Regions from separate parts of the Mus musculus genome. Here regions 2 and 3 are each linked to region 1. A link is a contact called in public ChIA-PET and capture Hi-C data. All regions are on one chromosome and are shown on one strand. The core of a region is the stretch at or near the end of the contact, and the rest is flanking DNA. Distances in the headings are between cores, read along the strand shown.

Evidence for each region. ChIA-PET counts read pairs in DNA pulled down with a chosen protein or histone mark. Capture Hi-C pulls out chosen DNA fragments and counts their contacts.
Region 2: an RNA polymerase II ChIA-PET map of memory CD8 T cells shows a contact between it and region 1, with 100 read pairs. The contact joins the promoter of Ddx6 here to the promoter of Scn4b in region 1. A contact is called at or near these places in 2 of 39 promoter capture datasets (pre-B cells and stem cell-derived epiblast-like cells) and 1 of 115 datasets of contacts at active chromatin or transcription factors (memory CD8 T cells).
Region 3: a contact with region 1 is called in a capture Hi-C map of embryonic stem cells, with 2.6 times the contacts expected there. The contact joins the promoter of Bcl9l here to the promoter of Scn4b in region 1. A contact is called at or near these places in 3 of 39 promoter capture datasets (embryonic stem cells, hippocampal neurons and stem cell-derived epiblast-like cells), 1 of 484 Hi-C or Micro-C datasets (embryonic stem cells), 5 of 115 datasets of contacts at active chromatin or transcription factors (embryonic stem cells and epiblast stem cells) and 2 of 9 other capture datasets (embryonic stem cells and liver).

The regions. Positions count from the first base shown.
Region 1 is chr9:45,137,362-45,140,119 of GRCm38.p6, forward strand. Scn4b (sodium channel, type IV, beta) reads left to right here and starts at 1,263. Exons shown (of 5, transcript NM_001013390.3): 1 at 1,263-1,741. The coding sequence starts at 1,681.
Region 2 is chr9:44,603,456-44,606,155 of GRCm38.p6, forward strand. It overlaps Ddx6 (DEAD (Asp-Glu-Ala-Asp) box polypeptide 6), which reads left to right and starts at 1,437. Exons shown (of 14, transcript NM_181324.3): 1 at 1,437-1,497.
Region 3 is chr9:44,497,784-44,500,704 of GRCm38.p6, forward strand. Bcl9l (B cell CLL/lymphoma 9-like) reads left to right here and starts at 1,353. Exons shown (of 9, transcript NM_030256.3): 1 at 1,353-1,490; 2 at 1,665-1,766. The coding sequence starts at 1,741.

The sequences.
Region 1 (2,758 bases), core at 13-2,512:
GAGAACTCCTGTCTCAAAACCACCACCACTACAGCAATGACAGCAGGAACAGCAACTCAGGATCATTAAGTAAAGTTTATCTCCCATCCTCGGCCTCTGACTGCTTTTCCATGGTGGCCTAGAAGATGGGATTTCTTTTCAGACTCTTCCCCAGTCATCTTGCTTTTGTGACTGGTCCTGCAGCGACTGGGGTTCCACTCAGGAACCACCCACCTGCTTATCAAACTTATCCAAGAGGAGTCCAACTCAGCAACCCCTAGGGGAAACACTAGATTCTTGGATCCCCAGAACCCTTTAGAACTCAGAGGAGGTGTGTTCCCTGGACTCATGGGCTAGCATGAGGTCCCCTAAAACTAGGAGCCCAGGGCTGCCCTCCCTGTTGCCTAGCATTGAGGATGATGCTATTTTGCATCAGGAGGTAAATATCATGGGGTCACCATCCAGCAGACAGCAGAATTCTCCAGAAAAGTTGTGTGCTTTGTTCAGAGTTCTCCAGCAGCAAACACAGGGCATCAGAGCTGTTCAACTACCATGACAACCAACGAAGCAAAAGAAAACAAGGTTCTCCCCGCAGACAGTTAACATTCTGTATACAACCTCAATGGTCTCTTATGGCGCTGAAGCCTTTCAGGAACTCCGGGTTGGAAGATGGGTGGAGGGTGTGGCGAGGTGGAGGGTGTATTTCCAAGGTTTAACTGGTCTCCGGACAGTGAGGAGGATTTGTCCTGGAGGGTAGCTTGAGTAGTTGACTAGAGGTCTTGAGGGGGGACCTTCTTGGTGTTTACGGTTGCCTCCCCACCCCCGCCTCCCCGCGCTGGGGGCAAAGCACGCTGTCTCCAAGTGACTGCCTGCCAACCCTCTAAGAAGCAAAGAGTCTGTGCAGAAATGGGTTGGTGGGCGGCGTGCAGGAGACTTTGCAGGGGAAACTAGGTTTGCCACAGCCTAAAAGCCATCCGCAGAGCGAATGAGCGGCGCGGCTGGAGGCGACGCGTGTTGGTTCAGGGCTGTACCGGTCGTCCGCAGCGGGCAAGCCGGCACACGCCCACCGGCTGCGGCAGCGCCCGCTGCGGATGTCCTCCCGGCGGTCCCCGGAGAGGCAGCCGCTGCCCTTACTCGTGTTCTCTGAGCGGAACAAAAACAGCCTTCCAACAAACCTAAAAGCTCCACCTCTACTCCCCCGTGAACTCTTCTCCTAATTGGCAGCTCGGCGCTTGGGATGATGCGGGCGTCTGCGGGCTGGCCCTGCAGTGCCAAGCCGCAGCATTCCCGTCCCGCTGGAGAGGAAGAGGGCTGCCCAGGCTGGACCCTACGGCCGTGATACACGGCGCAACGGGCACTGTGCGAAACCGACGGGGACGCCGCCCCTCCTGCGGCTGGAGCGCTTCCAGAGCAGAGGCGCATCGCAGTGCCGCTCGCCCCGGCGTCCTCCCTTCAGCTCCGGCTCCTCCTCCCCCTTCCAGCCCCGGCTCCTGCAGCCGGCTCCAAGAGGCGGCGGGCGCGCCTCCCCCTCCTTGGTCTCCCCCTCGTCTCGCTCTCTCGCGGCTAACTTTCCGGAGCCCCGACCCGCGGCTCGGAGCTCCCCTGGCAGCTGCGGGGCCCACAGACGACCTCGGGTGGAGAGCCCGGCTGTCCCCACTATTCCATCCCAAGCCCCCGGAGCGCTCCAGAGAGAACAGGACCATGTCCCGGGCTGGGAACCGAGGCAATACTCAGGCGAGATGGCTGGGCACTGGGCTTTTGGGTAAGATAGCCCCAGCTTTGTCATTTCTCTCTCTCGCCTCTTTCTTAACCCCACCCCATCCTGAAGGAGGTGAAGAGAAGTGCCTTAGACAAGGTGGCACCAAATGATTGGGATGCCGGTCTTCCTCCGGACCCTTAGCTTTAAGACTATGTTCCCTGGGAACCTTGTGCATTTTCCCCAACCCCTGCCACCCGGGCAGTGAGTTTCTTGCTTTCTTTGATGCCTTTTGGAGCTAGGTGTTGGAGCTGCAGCAGGGAAATCCTCCTGAGACCGGAGTTAAGGCATGCTGGTGGGGTGGGGGCTGGGGTGTCTACTGCCTTGAGTGTGGGGGCTCCAGGGAGTTTGCAGGTGTAGCGGTGTCTGCCGCTCTTGCCTAGTACTATTGACTTGCTTGCTTCCCTGGCAGCAGGAAATGCTCCAATGGGGGACGAGGGTCTCCCTCCCGACTCTTCGCCAGGTTCTCCCCACTTCTTCCTTTCTGGTGTCCATTGCCACTCTTTCAAATGCTGGAAGGACTTAGAAGAACCCAGAGGACCACTCAAAGGCCACCTTTTCAGAAGGTCCTTGTCCCTCTTCCTTTAAAGGGTTTCTTTGGGGAAAGACCTGTTTGGCTTGCTACTGGCTTTTCATTTTGGGGAAGGCTGGGAAGAGAGAGGAGTCAGGCCCAGAGGACACAGAGGGTATAGACTCTTATGGCTATCTATTAATATTCACATGATGGTTTTGAGTGTCAAACTCCAAGAGATTAAGCAATGGTATTTATTAGTCCAGACCAGAATCTAATCTTCTACACAGCCTGACTTCCAATGTAAGCTGACTCCGTCTCTGGCACCTGTGCCTCTTCCTGTTTATATAAAGTCAAGTTTGGTTTTTGACAGCATAACCCACCCACCCACCCCCCACTGGATCAGGCACATGGTGGAGGTATCTGTGCTGGAAGCAGGGGGCACAGGCCTCTTATAGGAAGCCACTGCTGCTCTTGCGCCTGGAACTCACGTGCAGATCTGTCCTATGCGT
Region 2 (2,700 bases), core at 187-2,686, 530 kb before region 1:
CTATGGCAAGCATGCACTGGAGTTTGGTAGACTTGGGCTCTCAAGTAAAAAACAAAAAACAAAAAACAGGAGAGCGCAGCGGTTTAAAAGGGGGGGGGGGGCTTCAGACTTATTCTGATTGGATGTTGCTAGCTAAGAAGCAGGAGGGCTGGAAGCAGGGAGTCATTGGTTTAGAGAGCATATTTGGCTTTCTCTGATTGGTCTCAAGTTGGAAGCAGCGGTAAAAATATGGAAGCTGCAAGTCAGTGACTAAGTACTGACTGTCCAGGATTCCCTAACGTCGGTGTTTAGTAAGGAATCGCACTGTCCCAAAGGGTTTAACCACTGTCAGTATTTCCAGCCCTCCAGCAGCGTAAGACGCGAGTTTTTAACTTTCTCCGGCCCAGCTCGATTTTTACTTAACAAACAAAAAAGTTTGTTTTGCTTGGAACAAGACGACTTTCTAGGTTAAGGATAAGACATCAGGATCCGAGAATCATAGAAACAAACGCACAAATATCTGCAGTAAGGGTCAGGCAGGAGAATCTACGGGTCTCCCATTTGCACAGCGAGCCCTCACTGGTAGAGGCGATCCGCCCTTCTTTCTAGAAGAGTGCCACTGCGGGCAGGAGCAAAGGGTCACCTCGCCTGCACTCCGGGTTTGATAGCCCACGACCGAGGGCGCGCTCCCGGCTCACTGCTTCCCCCGGTGCCCCTTCCCGCTCCCTCTCAGACAGCATCGGCCCCAAAGGCCCCACTTTTCTGCACGCCCTGGCCTCGCAGCGTCCTCCCGGCCATCCCAGCTCAGCTTCCGGACCCGCGCAGGCTGCCCTCCGAGTGTGTCCGAGGTCAGCAGTCAGCAGACGTCCCCTCCGGCCCGGGACCCGTCAGCCCAGCTCCGAAGGGACGAACGAAGGCAAGGGCGACAGTCCTCGGCCACCGCCATTCATTTCCCCAGCGGTCTCGTCAGCTCTGCAGGCAAGCCCTCTCGCCCGTCCGTCCATCCGTCCGTCCCTCCGTCCCGAAAGCAACCCCGTGTTTCCCTGAGCTCGGCCCCGTCAAAGGCCGGTCTCTCCCGACCCTCGCCCGCCGCGCCCAGGAAGCCGTGACGCCGCGGCGGCTGCAGCTGCAGCGGCCGAGCTCTCGCCATCTTGTGTGGAGGAGGAGGAGCCGCGGCCGCCGCCATGCGGAGCGGCTGGGAAGGAGGGAGGGAGGCGACGGCGGCGGGCGAGGGAGGGGGCAGAGCAGCAGAGTCAGCTCAGCCCGGCGGCGGCGACATCGGGGGCGCCGGCACAGCGGGCGCCGGCCGAGGTAGTGCGGGGTGGCGGCGGCGGCGGCGGCGGCGAGCTGCGCGGGCAGCGAGCGTCGCGGCGGGGGCGGGGCGGGGCGGCGGGCGTCGCGGCGAGGGGCCGGGTGGGGGCGGGCGGAGGTTTCCGAGGAGGAAGGAGCCGCCGCCATTTTGGGAGCTTCGAGTCAACAATAAAGGACCGAGGGTGCGGAGCGGGAGTGGCCTCGGTGGTAGGACTCGGGCCCGAGCCGCGGGGCGTGGGGTGAGGCGGCGTGGTCGGGGTCGGCAGGATCCTGAGGGTATCAGGGAGCCCCCTTCGGGCAGAAGCCCGAGGCCCAGGCCTGGCCCGGGAGGACGGGCGGGTGGCCGCTGAGAAGAGCGGGGGCGGCGGAGAGGAGTGGAACCGAGGAATGTGGCGTGTGCGGGGTATGGAGGAGGAGCGGCGGGGAGCTCTGGACGAGCGGTGCGGTAGACGGGAGCGGGGACGGAACACCGGCCGGGACACCCGAGTGAGGTTGGGAGTGCGAGGCAGGGCAGCCCTGCGGGGGGTGGCAGGGCTGTGCTGGCCGGGGACTCGGCTGGGAGAGGAGCCGCGGCTGCTCGCTTGCAAGTAGGCCTTGCAGGTTGGTGGGGACAGAGGGTTTGGGGGAGACTCGGCGGCGTAAGAGGGGAGGAGAGGCGGTCCAGTTTCGGGGTTCTCTTCCGGGCCTTCTGAGGGGGGGGAGTCCCTATTGTTTCCCACTCGCAGAGCTGGTTCCGGCTCTTGTGGCGCAGATAGGATTGCAGGGCAGAAACCCTTTTGCTTTTTGATCCGAGGGAGCTGGGTTTGAAGCGAGGGAAGTTGGGGGAGGGGGCGAGGAATTATTGCCTTACGGTTACCGGACTCCGATTCTTGGCTTAGGGTTTTCCCTTCGCCATAGCCCCCCTTTACCTTCGTAAGAACCCCAATCACTCCTACTTCCTGTTGAGGCGTATAGAAATCGCCCTGTATTTGCAAACAAAAGCCCTTGTTGGAGCTTATGGGACTGTTTTAGGTGTGAAAACTGTCAATTGCTAACCACGGTCTGGGCCCTGCTGTAATTAACTCTGCCAGGGGCTCCTCCCAACTAAGTCTTATGTTCCTTCGTGGTTTTGTTTTAGGAATATAACTTGCAAATCTAAATTGGGAAGGGGTAGGACGAAAAATTTCCCACTGAGCCATAAAGCTGCAGTGCAGGTATCCGTTTCTGGAGGGAGCAGTTATCGAAGTCTCTGGGTTTAAGGCGCTAGGAGGTTTTACTGTGCTTGATTGACAGTACTGATGGTGTCGGTTAGGATTCAGAGGTTGCCCCCTTCATCCTCTTAGTGCTGTACAAACAGTAAGCCTTCCTGTTTGACGGACCTGATACTGTTGATCGTATGCTGTCAATACAGAAAATACCTATTGAGATAAC
Region 3 (2,921 bases), core at 103-2,602, 640 kb before region 1:
GGGGAGATAGCTTTGAGAATCAACCAGGGATGGAGGTGAGAACTTAAACAGCAGGTCCTCTATTGACCAAGGTGATTTCCCCAGGACTCCTCAGTGACTTCTGCCTTTCTGTTCTTTCCTGGTTGTGGTGTGTGTGTGTGTGTGTGTGTGTGTGTGTGTGTGTGTGTGCTGCAAACTAGGTCCTAGGACTTTGGGATCTTTTTCAGAGACAGAGTTGGAGTGGGGAAGCCCAGTGTTCTATAGGGGTTAGACGGCTGCAAAGTACCTGGGAGGTTTCCCCCTTGCTTGGAGGTTCCAGCCCGGCTTCCAGCAGCTGAGCCGGGAGCTGGAGTGTACACGGGTGTGTCTAGCTGGACCTGTCGCGGGAAGAGCCTCTAGGGCTCAAGACTCCTCCCCTTCCCTCCCCCACCTTCTACCGGGATCTCTGCTGGGGGCGGGGAAAGGGGACAGAGCAGGGGGCGGTTGCTTGAGGTGTCTGTGTTTGTGTAAGTCAGCTTGTTGGTGTCTCTGTGGCCCTCTGTGTATTCTTTGTGACTGTCGGGCTCAACTTTCTATGGCTCCCTTGTGTCTGGGTCTCAGTCTTCACATCTGTTCAATGAGTCCACCGGCTATCCCTCTGCTGGGTGGCCGGGGTATCTGTGTGCCCCAGGCTGCCCGGCGACTCCGGCTGGTTCGCGCTGCCCAGTCCCTCGGGCACACCTCCGTCGGCTGGCCGTGAGCGTCTCTAGTTTCCTGGGCTCCGTGCGTGTCTTTGTCTCCCTGTCCACGTGTGAGATGTAAGTGTGCGTGTGAGTCACAGAGAGGTGCTTGTGGGTCTCTTAAGTCCCAGCTCTGTGCGCCCAGTCTGCCCAACCGGCTAGCGCCCTTTTAGTCCCTGGAGGACTTGTCCATGTGTCTGTCTGCGCGCCCTCCAGTGGACCCGGGAGATCCACGCTGCAGTCCTGTCCGCTTCCCTCAACCTCGCTCGCTGCCTCGCTGGCTCTCTTGCTCCAAGCTCGCTCTGTCTCTACACTCGGGCTTTGCCGAAGGGGGCGGGGTAGGGGGGGTGCAAGGGAGGGGGGAGGGGAGGCTCCTGCATTCTTGCGGTCGGGGAGGAATCTGAGCCAGCGTTACTGGTCTCCAAAAGAGCCCAGCTGCAGCCTCGGGGCCCCGCCAGGCCTCTCGCTGCCCGCCCGGGCCTGCCGGGATGGGCACGGGCTAGGCCTGGAGCTGGGGGCGGGGCAGGGCAGTGCGCCCACCCCGGCCCCTGGGAGGCTGCAGCGCCCGGGGACAGGGCGCAGTGCTGGGGCGGGGCGTGAGGGATTCCCGAATCCTGGGCGAGGGGCGTGTCTCGGAGCGGGAGTCCCCCAGTGGGCCAGAGCAGACCTCGCAGCCGCCCCACGCGTCACTTTTGCGACCAAGCCTATTAGTGAATTCTGACTCTACAGCCCTTGGAGGGGGGTGCCTAGGGTGGGGGGCTTGCACGATACTGCAAGCTCCCCGTGGACAAGGTGTGGAAGGGATGGGGACTGGACTGGTCTTTAGGATTGAGAAGTCCTCTCTCTCCAATCCTATCCTACCCTATCCAGTTCCTTAGTCCCGGGGCGTTGGGTTCTCCCTTTCCCTCCCCTTCACACACCCCCTCCCTAAGTCACAAGTTTTCTCTTTGGGGCTTGTTGCTGCAGTCCCTGCTCCAGTACCGAGTACCTGGCTGGGCCCTGGGCACGCACAGGGGTCGTAGCCCCACTGTGTGTGGGAGCCATGAGGATCCTGGCTAACAAGACAAGGTGTGTGGGTGTCACGGAGGGTGGGATATATGTGTGTATGGAGAGTGGGGAAGGGAAGGGCCCATGATGATGGGGCCAAGCTGTTTGGAGAGGAGCCCTTCGGGCACCTGGTTTCCTGGCCACCAGTGGGTTGAAGGGAAGTAGCATGGTAAAGTCTGGCCCCAGGCAGGAGCTGGCAGCCAGCCTTAGCGCCTGGGCCCAGGGGGCAGAGGAGACTGGCAGCTAGCTTTGCCTGCTTCTGGTCCCTTCTTCCCTTCTAAAACCGTTAGAACAGACCCTCATCCTACCCTAGTGTTGGGGGTGTGATGGCGCCCTCCAGCCTCAGTCTAGTCGGGGGTAGGAGCTGGAGTGGGGGTGGTGCCTGCCTCCCTCCTCCCCAGGAGAAGCGGGCAGACAGGGCCAGGCGGCGGCAGCAGGACAGCAGAGCTGAAATAAATCTGAGCTGGTGTGGAATGAGGGGGGATAAATATCCTCTCCCGTGATGTGATCTTTCCAGCGGCTATTAATAGGTCTCCGGGGAGGGGGAGGCGGTGGGGGGAGCGGGCTGGAGCTTAAAGGGCCCGCAGCCTAGGCTGCAGGAATCCATGGCTTCAAGCTGTACTCTTGTCTGCTTGACATGCCCCCCCCCCCAATCCCTGCCTGCTGACAGGGCCTACTGGCCCACCCTCTTCAGGCCTTCCCCACTTAGGCTCTGGGGAGTCTTCTGGACCTGTGGGTACCACTCTCGGTTATGCTTTCCCTAGTACCCTAGGGAATAGGGCTCGGGCTTGAGCAGTGACTCACAGGTCCTGTGGCCCTTCTCAGCTAGTTGTCAGGGCACAGCGTAGTTGAGGTCTGGGGCCTTGGAAAGGAGTCTTAAACCCTAGAAGGTGCGAAGAATCCATCAGATGCTAGGGAGAAAGGGCTTTAGTGGAAGCGCTGGATCCTGGGGCTGAAGGTAGATAGATTCTGCCAAGTCAAAGCCCAGGGTTTCCATTTGAGTTGAGCCTAGAAGATAAGGAACACTGTTCCATCGCCACTCCCCCAGGTGGACAGAGCTCTGCTCTTATCTGAGGAACTGCACAGAGGTAGGGAATAGCAGGTGGTCTCCAGATAGCACCTCACCACCCCCTGCATTGTTAGGAGAGAGCTAAAGTCCAGGCATGCCTGATGCCT